Linked DNA regions of Astyanax mexicanus: region 1 is linked to region 2. A link is a contact called in public Hi-C data. All regions are on one chromosome and are shown on one strand. Each heading gives the region's core, a stretch centred on a gene start, on an enhancer-like site or on the middle of the called end of the contact. The rest is flanking DNA. Distances are from core to core; before and after follow the strand shown. Region 1 holds the start of LOC103024042. Region 2 overlaps setd4 (SET domain containing 4).

What was found. Hi-C and Micro-C count contacts between places; a contact is called where the count stands out from the background.
Region 1: a Hi-C map of muscle shows a contact between it and region 2, with 6 times the contacts expected there. The contact joins the promoter of LOC103024042 here to the enhancer-like site in region 2. A contact is called at or near these places in 2 of 3 Hi-C or Micro-C datasets (blood and muscle).

Annotation. Positions count from the first base shown.
Region 1 is chr21:25,854,582-25,859,857 of AstMex3_surface, reverse strand. It overlaps LOC103024042, which reads right to left and starts at 2,565. Exons shown (of 6, transcript XM_049470017.1): 1 at 2,467-2,565. The coding sequence starts at 2,508. It overlaps itsn1 (intersectin 1 (SH3 domain protein)), which reads right to left. Exons shown (of 40, transcript XM_049470016.1): 40 at 4,568-5,276.
Region 2 is chr21:25,744,689-25,749,269 of AstMex3_surface, reverse strand. setd4 (SET domain containing 4) reads right to left here. Exons shown (of 10, transcript XM_007251346.4): 10 at 1,781-3,400. The coding sequence ends at 3,227. It overlaps cryzl1 (crystallin, zeta (quinone reductase)-like 1), which reads left to right. Exons shown (of 13, transcript XM_007251340.3): 12 at 1-33; 13 at 117-1,480. The coding sequence ends at 216. Among protein-coding and RNA genes, the nearest start is that of cryzl1, 11 kb to the left of the region's middle. Within about 2 kb of position 3,094, the one cell type or tissue checked has an H3K27ac peak away from gene starts, as active enhancers do.

The sequences.
Region 1 (5,276 bases), core at 1,316-3,815, 110 kb before region 2:
TCTTCTCTGTAAAAAAAAGAAAAAAAGAAAAACGAGGGGTAAGATAAGATGCATTAGTGCCCAAGTTACTTCCTTTCTTGCTATCTCTGGTATGTTGTTGAATCTAGCTACCCTATTTTTATGTTTACCATTCCTATCCTACGTATCGCTTGCAAATGTAACCATTTTGTTAATAAACTTTGTTAAATACCTGTGCTTGTCTACGTCTCGTCTGGCCTGAGTGACAATCAGGCCTTTCTCGAAAAGAAAACATGCGCTTTTCTGAAGGACCGAGTTTATTCTGTGAAAAAATGAACTTTTAATAACTCTAACTCACACTGTGTTGCTGTGGGAACTGCATCACTAGGAAACCGACACTCCAGTAGTCTATGGGTGTCACAACATGACTCATTTTAACCTTTATTTATGGACAGCATTTCTGGAAAAGCTCTCCTATTACTGCAACTCAGATCATGCCACGGCATCTATCTTACTTATAGGATATGGATAAAAGTAATGGGACAATCTGCTTGCTCATTTCTCTGAAAAAAATCAAAGGTACTATGCTGTTTTTGTTGGAATAACAGTCTCTACTCTCCAGGAAAGATTTCTACCATATTTTGGAGGATTGCTGTGAGAATTTGATTGCATTTAGTGAGGATAGTGTCTGACCAACACTTCACCTTATCCCAAACTCCACAACTTATGCAAAGGTATTATATGGAGCACCATCTACCATCTTACAATTTGTATCACCAACTATCAGCTTTCAGAAGATGTCCAAAGAAAACATCTTTGCAACTTGGTTTACGTGCTATTGGGGAACCGGGAGGGCACAGATATTTTTTAATTATGTTATGGTCTGACCTAGACCAGGTCATAACATCAGGCTCCTGCTCCCTTTCTCTGTTTCACTTCTTTATACTACGTCAACATGAATCACAGAATCTAAACGGCTTAAAAATGTGTTGAAATGTCTTTTAGATTCCTCCTTTCTTTGGTTCCTCCTCTGCAGGGTATGGTAATGGGGTACACAGTGGTGGGGGAGTACCTCTCCTAGGCCCTTTCCCAGTCGGGGCAGGTGCAGTCATTTGTTTGTGCCTGCAGGATGTCCCATTTCTCATTCTGATGTTCACAGGGGTGCTCAGAAATAAACTATACACATTCTTACATAAAGCAGATGTCTCTTACCCAAATTTCCTAGGTTAAATATTGGTTAACACTCAATATCAGGCCAATGTTATCCCAACGTCAAACACTGGTTGACACCCAACATCAGGCCAACGTAGTCCCAACATCAAACATTGGTTAACACTCAATATCAGGCCAATGTTATCCCAACGTCAAAGATTGGTTGACACCCAACAATAGACCAACAAAGGCCCAACGTCACTGGTTGACACCCAACATCAGGCCAACATAGTCCCAACATCAAACTTTGGTTAACACTCAATATCAGGCTAATGCTATCCCAACGTCAAAGATTGGTTAACACCCAATGTCATGCCAACATAGTCCCAACGTCAAATACTGCTTGGCACCCAACATCAAGCCAGCGTATTCGCAACGTCAAACATTGGTTAACACCCAATGTCCGGCCAACGTAAAGATTGGTTGACACCCAACATTAGGCCAAACGAAGGCCCAACGTCAAACACTGGTTGACACCCAACATCAGGCCAACGCAGTCCCAACATCAAACATTGGTTAACACTCAATATAAGGCCAATGTTATCCCACCGTCAAACATTGGTTAACACCCAACATCAGGCAAACTTAGGATCACTGGCAAAAATGACGTTAGACCAACGTGATTTGCCAACGCAAACAATGACATTAAGCCAACATTGAGACGACGTATACTTGCTGTCTGGGATGTGTCTGTGTACCGAAGTACATGGAAACATCACCCACGCCTATAACACAGTTGAACTTGAGAGGGCGCTGCAGAGGTGGACCAGAATAAAAGCGTTTTTAAAAGGTTTTTAAAGGTTAGTAAAGGTTATTAATTTTTTAATCAGGACTGCTATGTTTTATTACTTTAAAGGAACTAATTTCAGCTATTAATATAAACAGTATGGTTTAGGGTAGGGGTGGGCAATATTATATCGTATACAATATATTGTGACACAGAAATATCGTGATATTAAAAATCCATATCGTGATAATAGGGCTTTTCGGTCTTAAAAGTAGTCTATTATTTACTGTGAAGCTTTAAGTGTATTTATTGTATAATTGTTTTAGTTTGCAGTTCATATGCATGCACTAAATATTCTGCATTATTTTATGCTATATTATTTAATTTGCCACATTATGATTATGCTGTTATACTCTTATACTATATTCCTGAAATGAATTAATTCTTTTTCTGTTTTCCTATATCGCCAAGTATATCGTTATCGCAAAAATACCCTGAAATATCGTGATATTATTTTATAGCCATATCGCCCACCCCTAGTTTAGGGTTTAGTGGCCCTTTTGAAGTACCTGCTCACTCAGGCGCCCCACTCTGAGGAAAGGTGCTGCCATTCCTGGAGTGTGCAGAAAACCAGCTTCCACTGCTGGACGTTTCCTCCTCCTGTTCCACCAGACTGAACACATGAAGAGAGAACAGAAAATACCATAATATAACTACAACACTACTCCAACATTATGAGGCTAGTACAAACGTCTGGTTTGCAGTGTTGAGCATATATACATCAGTGGGAAAGCTACTGTGGAACAACAACAGCACAGTTATGGAGGAGGAATAGTAGGTCAGTAAGTCAGGAGATGTTTACCCCTCTCTCTCTCTCTCTCTTCGTGGTGGTCTGGTGTCTCTGGAGGTGGCCACACGTCCACACTGTGTCTTGGTCACTTCTTGTCCATCTGACTGGACTGGGGGTGAAGTTAAAGGATTAAGAAGGACAGACACTGATTTAGAAACACGCAGTGAAGCTCAGACACACAGCAGGACTGTAAGGAGCTGAGGGGAAACTACGTGCAGCAGTGGTTGTGTAACCTGACAAACACGCCCCCTTAAAAACATGAGCTCTGACTGAAACACTGAGACGCAGCGGGGTGTTTTTTTACACTCCACATAAATAAGAGAGACTTCACCGTGTCAGCCCGCCATTATCTCCTCCTCAGAAGCGCTGAAATTAAGCTAATCTTATAAACGCTTATCTAATGAACACGTGCGGCCTGCAGAGGGCGCTCCCGCCACTCTCTCTCTCTACACTAATAAACACTCAGACATGTATAAAGTACTAGTGACCCAGACTGCCTCCAGAAACTTTACCTACTCCTCCTCTCTTCTTCCTTTCCTCCTCCTTTACTACTCATTTCCTACTGCTCCTCTCCTCCTACTCATTTCCTTCATTCCATTTCCTACTTCTCACCTCTTCCTTTCCTCCGCCTGCTTATTTTCTTCATTCCATTTGGTACTTCTCCTCTCCTCCTACTTCTCACCTCTTCCTTTCCTCCTCCTACTTATTTCCTTCATTCCATTTCCTACTTCTCCTCTCCTCATTTCCTACTTCTCCTCTCCTACTCCTCCTCCTTTCTTACTCCTCCTACTCATTTCCTACTTCTCTTCCTTTCCTCCTCCTCCTCATTCCATACTCCTCCTTCTCATTTCCTAGTCCTCCTCTTCTTTTTCTCCTACACCTTTTCTACTCCTCTCTTCCTACTCCTTTCCTCATTTCCTACTCCACTCCTCTTCCTTTCCTCCTCCCTTCCTAATTTTACTGATTTCCTACTTCTCCTCTTCCGTTCCTCCTCCCCTTTTCCTTTCCTCATACTCCTTTCCTACTCATCCTCCTCTGCTCCTATTCATTTTCTTTCCTCCTCCTCCTCTTTTCCTACTTATCCTCCTCCTACTTCTCCTCCTTTCCACCTATTCCTCCTCTTTTCCACTCATTCTTTCCTACTTCTATTCGTCCTCTTTCCCACTCCTCTACTTCTACTCTCCTCATCCTCTTTTCATACTAGAAGGGGAATGAAGAGAAGGAGCAGTGTTTGTGGAAATGGGATAGCTGATCCCCTTTAACAGGATGTTAACTACTGATAAACTGAGCCAATCACAACGCTTGCTTTCAGCTCCACTAACACTGCCCAGCCAATCACAGCTGCTGCAAACAGTCCGCAAATATATGGTCATCCTTGTTGTCACTGTGTTAGTTGTGGATATTAAACTTTTTTATTTGTTCATAATAAGTGATATGTGTTAGTTATACAGTCACATAAGTGTTTTTATAAAGTTGTACTATTTCTACACAAAATAAAAAAATATATAAATAATAAATTGAATAAAAAAACGTGTGCTCAGGTGCGTTGTGGGCGTGGTCACAATGATGTCACTCCAAAATCTTTAAAACATTTCCTGGGTAGGATACTTCCAGGAGGATTTTAAGTGGCTTCTTTTGTCTCCTTTGGTTTTCAGACAGGTGGGAGTGGGAATGGGAGTTAATGATCATGACTGTTGTCCATGCCAGAGCTTCCATGAACAATCCGTAGACTGTAAATCTTCGCAAGACGAACATAATGCATTTTTTCATTGTTCAAGTTAATCACAAACAAAAAATCACAAAATAATTCACACACAGTATTTCTTGGTCCAATTGAGCTTTTAATTGCAACATTTAAGACAATACACTGCTTCTACATTGATAACAATACACTGTCATCAACATAATTACTCTTCAAGTTGTAATATATTATACTCCTTTCAAAGATTTAAACACAGACACGTACTGTACCGCTGACTCATTGGAACTCATTGCTCATTAAAAAATAAGGGGGAAGAGCCTACTGGATCGCAATGTACAGTGAAAGAGAGAGAGAGAGAGGGAGGTGGAGTAGGGCTAGACAGATGGAGGGGGGAAGAGGAGAGAGAGAAAGAGAAAAAGACAGAGAGAAAAGAAGAAAAGAGAGGTAACCGTGACCTCTTTCTCGAACGCCCTCTGAAGCACGGAAATATTTTTCACTAATATGCTCGAGAGGTGATCCAGCACAAAATTACAGCACTCAAACAGTGCCACACACACACACACGTTTCTCACACACAGAAATAACTTACACACCCCGCAGAAGCAATTCTTCTCAATGAATCAGACATCTCACTAGCACAGCAGTGGAATAGTAACATCTGTATTGCATCTACACAGGGATACATACACACACTCCCTCCAATACACACATACATACACACACACATTTTCACTTATTTACTTCGTTTAATTCTGCCACATTTGTAGCATGCATTCGATTTAATGCAACGTGTTTTTCTGTAATTACAGTAGAAAAGAACATAAAAC
Region 2 (4,581 bases), core at 1,845-4,344:
TGTGGTGGAGAAGCTATCAACAGGAACCTTCAGGTAAGAAAAGGAACAAAATACAAATGATTAAAAATGCTTTTCTTTAATGACTGATGGAAAATGTACTCTTTTTTTGTGTGTAGGCCACTAGTAGAAAATCCTGTGCCTTTGTATGAAGCCACTGTTTCAATGGAGATGGTGCAGAGAAGACAACTCAGAAAGCGAGTCGTGGTGAAGCTTTAGGGGGAAGATTCTGGAACTACAAATTTCATCATTCCATGATAAAGGGACTATATATGCATATGATAAGGATAACTTTCTCAGCAGTCAGTATATGTATGTGTTTATTTGCATTGTGGATGGATTGTGGATGGTCACTTTTTTCATCTTTATTTAGGATATTCATCATATAATAAATATGTTTAAATAAAAAAATCATCATCAATGAAATGGTTGCAAAAATAGTTAGACATAAATTAGGGCTGTCAACATTCGAAATCAGTAACGCATTAATTTTTTTTACGTAAATAATTACACCACCAGGTTTGACCCGAACTTCCTGCCAAACTGACTTTTTTCTGGAGTGGTTCATTTATGGTGAGATCGTGATTTGATCTTTATCCGACCCAGCTATCAAATATACTTCTTTTCAATTGAGCTGAACTGCTGATTAGCCGCAGACTAATCTGATATATTATTTAGATAATCTACTGCTATGAAAAATGCTGCTCCATGGTGTTTCCACATGCAGTAATGTGCAGCATTCACTGCTCACATCAGCGTTCTGTGTTAAAGCAGCTTCACACTGAACAGATATACACACTGGAACACAGAATCTTCTCACTATTATTTACTTTATTGCTCCAGCACCGGACAGCTCTGACCAATCAGAGGAGACAATGTGCTCGCCTGGTTTATTGGTGCATATTTTGGTGCGTTTAGGTTTGTATCTGCGTGAAATCAAACCAAACAGAGGGAGAAAACGCTTCAAATAAACAAACTCATTAACTGATCCGGACCATAAAAACTTTTAAACAACCAATGCTGAGTGGGTTTTATCTCGCCTCTAACATACAAGTATATACTAGTGTTTTAACTGACACCACTAATATAAATATAAATATAATTGCATTTTAAGCTTCATATTCATAAATATCCACTATAAAAACTTGCATCTTAAGATAAACAAATACGATTAAACATTCTGAGTCACTAATTTCCGTCTTGTCGGTTGGTGAAAAAAAAAAATTGATGAGAATGTGTAATTTAATTTGAAACATATATTTTAATATGTGGCTGAAAAGTTGCATTTTAATAAAAAAAAGTGGGCACAACATTGTAGACCAATTTAAACATGAAGTACAGTTAACAGTTTCAATTTTTTTTTATCTTTTATTATATAAAACATTGTAACATGTATCTGATTAAACATTTCAACATGACAAAGTCACATACCAGAAACCCTGCTTGTAATTGCTTCTTTTGATCATAAAGTCTTTTATTTGTACTTGTCTCATCCTCATAATTTATTTGTAGCACTGCGGGGTGCCATGTTTGTTATGGTACACTGTGCACTCCAAAACAGGCACTTTATGAAAAAAATATGGTGTTTCTTCAGACTTTTGTCATCTTGGGACCTGAGTACTGCATCTAGAATCTAGCTGGTCTTCATATCCATGCCATCAGGTCTCAACTGCAACTGATCCAGAATGCAGAATCACCGGCTCTTTACTGGCTTCCAGTAGCAACGTGCATCAGATATAAAACCATGACACTGGCCAACAATGCCAAAAATTGTTTCTGTAATCTGTATCAAGAGCTCTTTGTGCTTCAAGTACAGCTTGACTCTTGTGGCTGGGATCTCTCAGGACACGTGGAATGGAAGCACTCAGGTTATTCTCAGTCCTGACATCATGGTAGTAGAACTAACATGCCAGAAGTCTTGTTATACGAAATAGTATTGTGTGCCACATCCCATAGAAGAAAGAGTTCTCTGCACTGACCTGTGAGATATGTGTGTGGGGCCTCCTGTATTAGAAATGGATATAATTCTATCCAGAGCTGCTCTTCTGTTCACAATTCTAGCCAGACTGTCCACTGTGGGTGTTAATACTTTCTGTGATGTACTCTTGGTACACAAGTGACACTGTGGGTCTTGGAACATTCAATTTTAAACATTCGGCAATTATAAGTTTAAGATTTTAATTTTTGTTTTTTCCCATTTTCTCGCCAATTTACACAGACAATTACCCAACCCACTTATTAGAACTCCCTCTATCACTTGAAGTGTGAAGACTAGCACACGCCTCCTCCGACACGTGAAGTCAGCCACCGCCTCTTTTTGAACTGCTGCTGATGCAGCATTGCCGAGTAGCATCACAGCGCGTTTGGAGGGAAGTGCAATGACTCGGTTCCAATACATCAGCTCACAGATGCAGCCTGTGATTAAAAAATTTTAATCAATCTCACTGTTATCTATGGTTCTATAAATCCATATTCCGCCATTTTCAGCTTCTCTTCTGTGGTTAAAAGGCGCCTGTTCAGTGTGTGTGGTGTGCTCATATGTGTGTGATGTAGCAGCCTACTGTTCCCTTATTGGCTGGATACAGCTCGGGCCGCCAGATTCATTTGAATAAAGTTTTTCGCCGGACAGCAAAGCTGCGTTCTACTTAACACAACGCGACCCAGCATGCACCAAACCATGTGGCAGCTCTCTCCACTGAAATAATTAGGATGTGTTGAGGCTTAAGTGCTAGTGTTAAACCACACAAACAAGATATTACCTCGTAACTTACAGGTGTGAGGAATCCTGTGCAATGCCCTGAGGCAACACATGATAACATGATCATACTATTTACATACTGCTGTCCTATGACTTTCAGAATGTCAGTGTTTAGAACTAGCACTTCCATGATGTATAGTTAAGAGATATAAAGAGAGCCAATGCTTCAGGAACCTTTCTTATCATTCTATTCTATTTTTACTTTTCATTCTCTCCGCCTGCACTCTTCACCAGTCCCCAAGCTGGCATGCTGCTGCCTGTTCCCCATTCATGCTGGGATGGTTGTAAATCCAGCCGAGCGCTTCGCCTATTTTGGACACACTCGCTAGCTGGGGTTCCAGCACTTGGTGAATGGGTACAAGGCCTATTATTGTGCAGCCCAAGAAATATCCCAGTTCCCTTTGCTCAGATTTGGCCAAATCCTCCACGTCTTGGCAGGAACACGAGTAGTGACAATGCCCTCTGGCTCCTTCAGCGTTCCTTGTTCTGAATGCCGTCCTGTTGCCATGGCGAAGATTGTGGCAGAAGGCTTCGGAGAACGTCTTTGGAGTGTTCCAGAATCACCCGTTCCTCTCGTCTCAGGCCCTCGACCACGCCGAGCTGTTCAAGTCGAGCCTGGTCTGATCCGTCTTTTAGCAGAGTTAACTAGAAAAAAAAACAGAACAATGCTCATTCATCATACAGCACTGAAAAACATAAGAGATTTTGATTTTACCAAATTACAAATCTCTAGAATATAATCAAGAGGAAGATGGATGATCACAAGCCATCAAACCAAGCTGAACTGCTTGAATGTTCGCACCAGGAGTGGCATAAAGTTTTTCAAAAGCAGTGTGCAAGACTGGTGGAGGAGAACATAAGATGCACGAAAATTGTGATTAAAAACCAGAGTTATTCTACCAAATATTGATTTCTGAACTATTAAAACTTTATGAATATGAACTTGTTTTCTTTGCATTATTTGAGCTCTGAAAGCTCTGAATCTTTTTTATTCTTTCAGCCATTTCTCATTTTCTGCAAATAAATGCTCTAAATGACAATTTTTTTATTTGGAATTTGGGAGAAATGTTGTTCATAGTTTATAGAATAAAACAACAATGTTCATTTTACTCAAATATATACCTATAAATAGCAAAATCAGAGAAGCTGATTCAGAAACTAAAGTGGTCTCTTCTTTTTTTTCCCCAGAGCTGTACATAAGAGGCCAATAACACTCTTACACTCTATTACACTTAAATTCCAAAAGTCATGGGATAGCAATGTCAACTAATTTTTAAAGTGTTACCTCTACTGATTTACCTTTTGAGTTTTTTTTCTTGTGAGGCTGGACACTGGCCAGCATGCTCATGGCAAGGCAACATGAACTATCAGAGTTTTATCAGAGTGCATACGATTTTATATGAATGGAAAATTTCATTTCTGTCAAAAGTCATGGAACGCAATGATAGTTCCTGTCCCATGACTTTTGACAAGTCAGTGTATACTGTGTGTTTTGTGTGCAAACCTCTTGTAGCTCATATATATATATATATTTTTGAAAATTTTTACTTTTTGACATAATGTGAATCTGCCATTTGACTTTAAACAAAAAAAGTTTCAAATGTTCCTGTAAATCTGCATTTTTTCTAATAAGACATTTTTATTGGAACAGTTAAAAATACAATAAATGTAGCATTGCTAACTATAAACAAAAATTAAACTATATGGATAAAAGTATTTGGACACCTGCTTATTTACCTCATATAAGTATTTACTCAAAGTATTTGATGGAACACCATCATTCCAGAGAACACAGTCCTTCCACTGCTCTAGAGTCGAATGCTGGA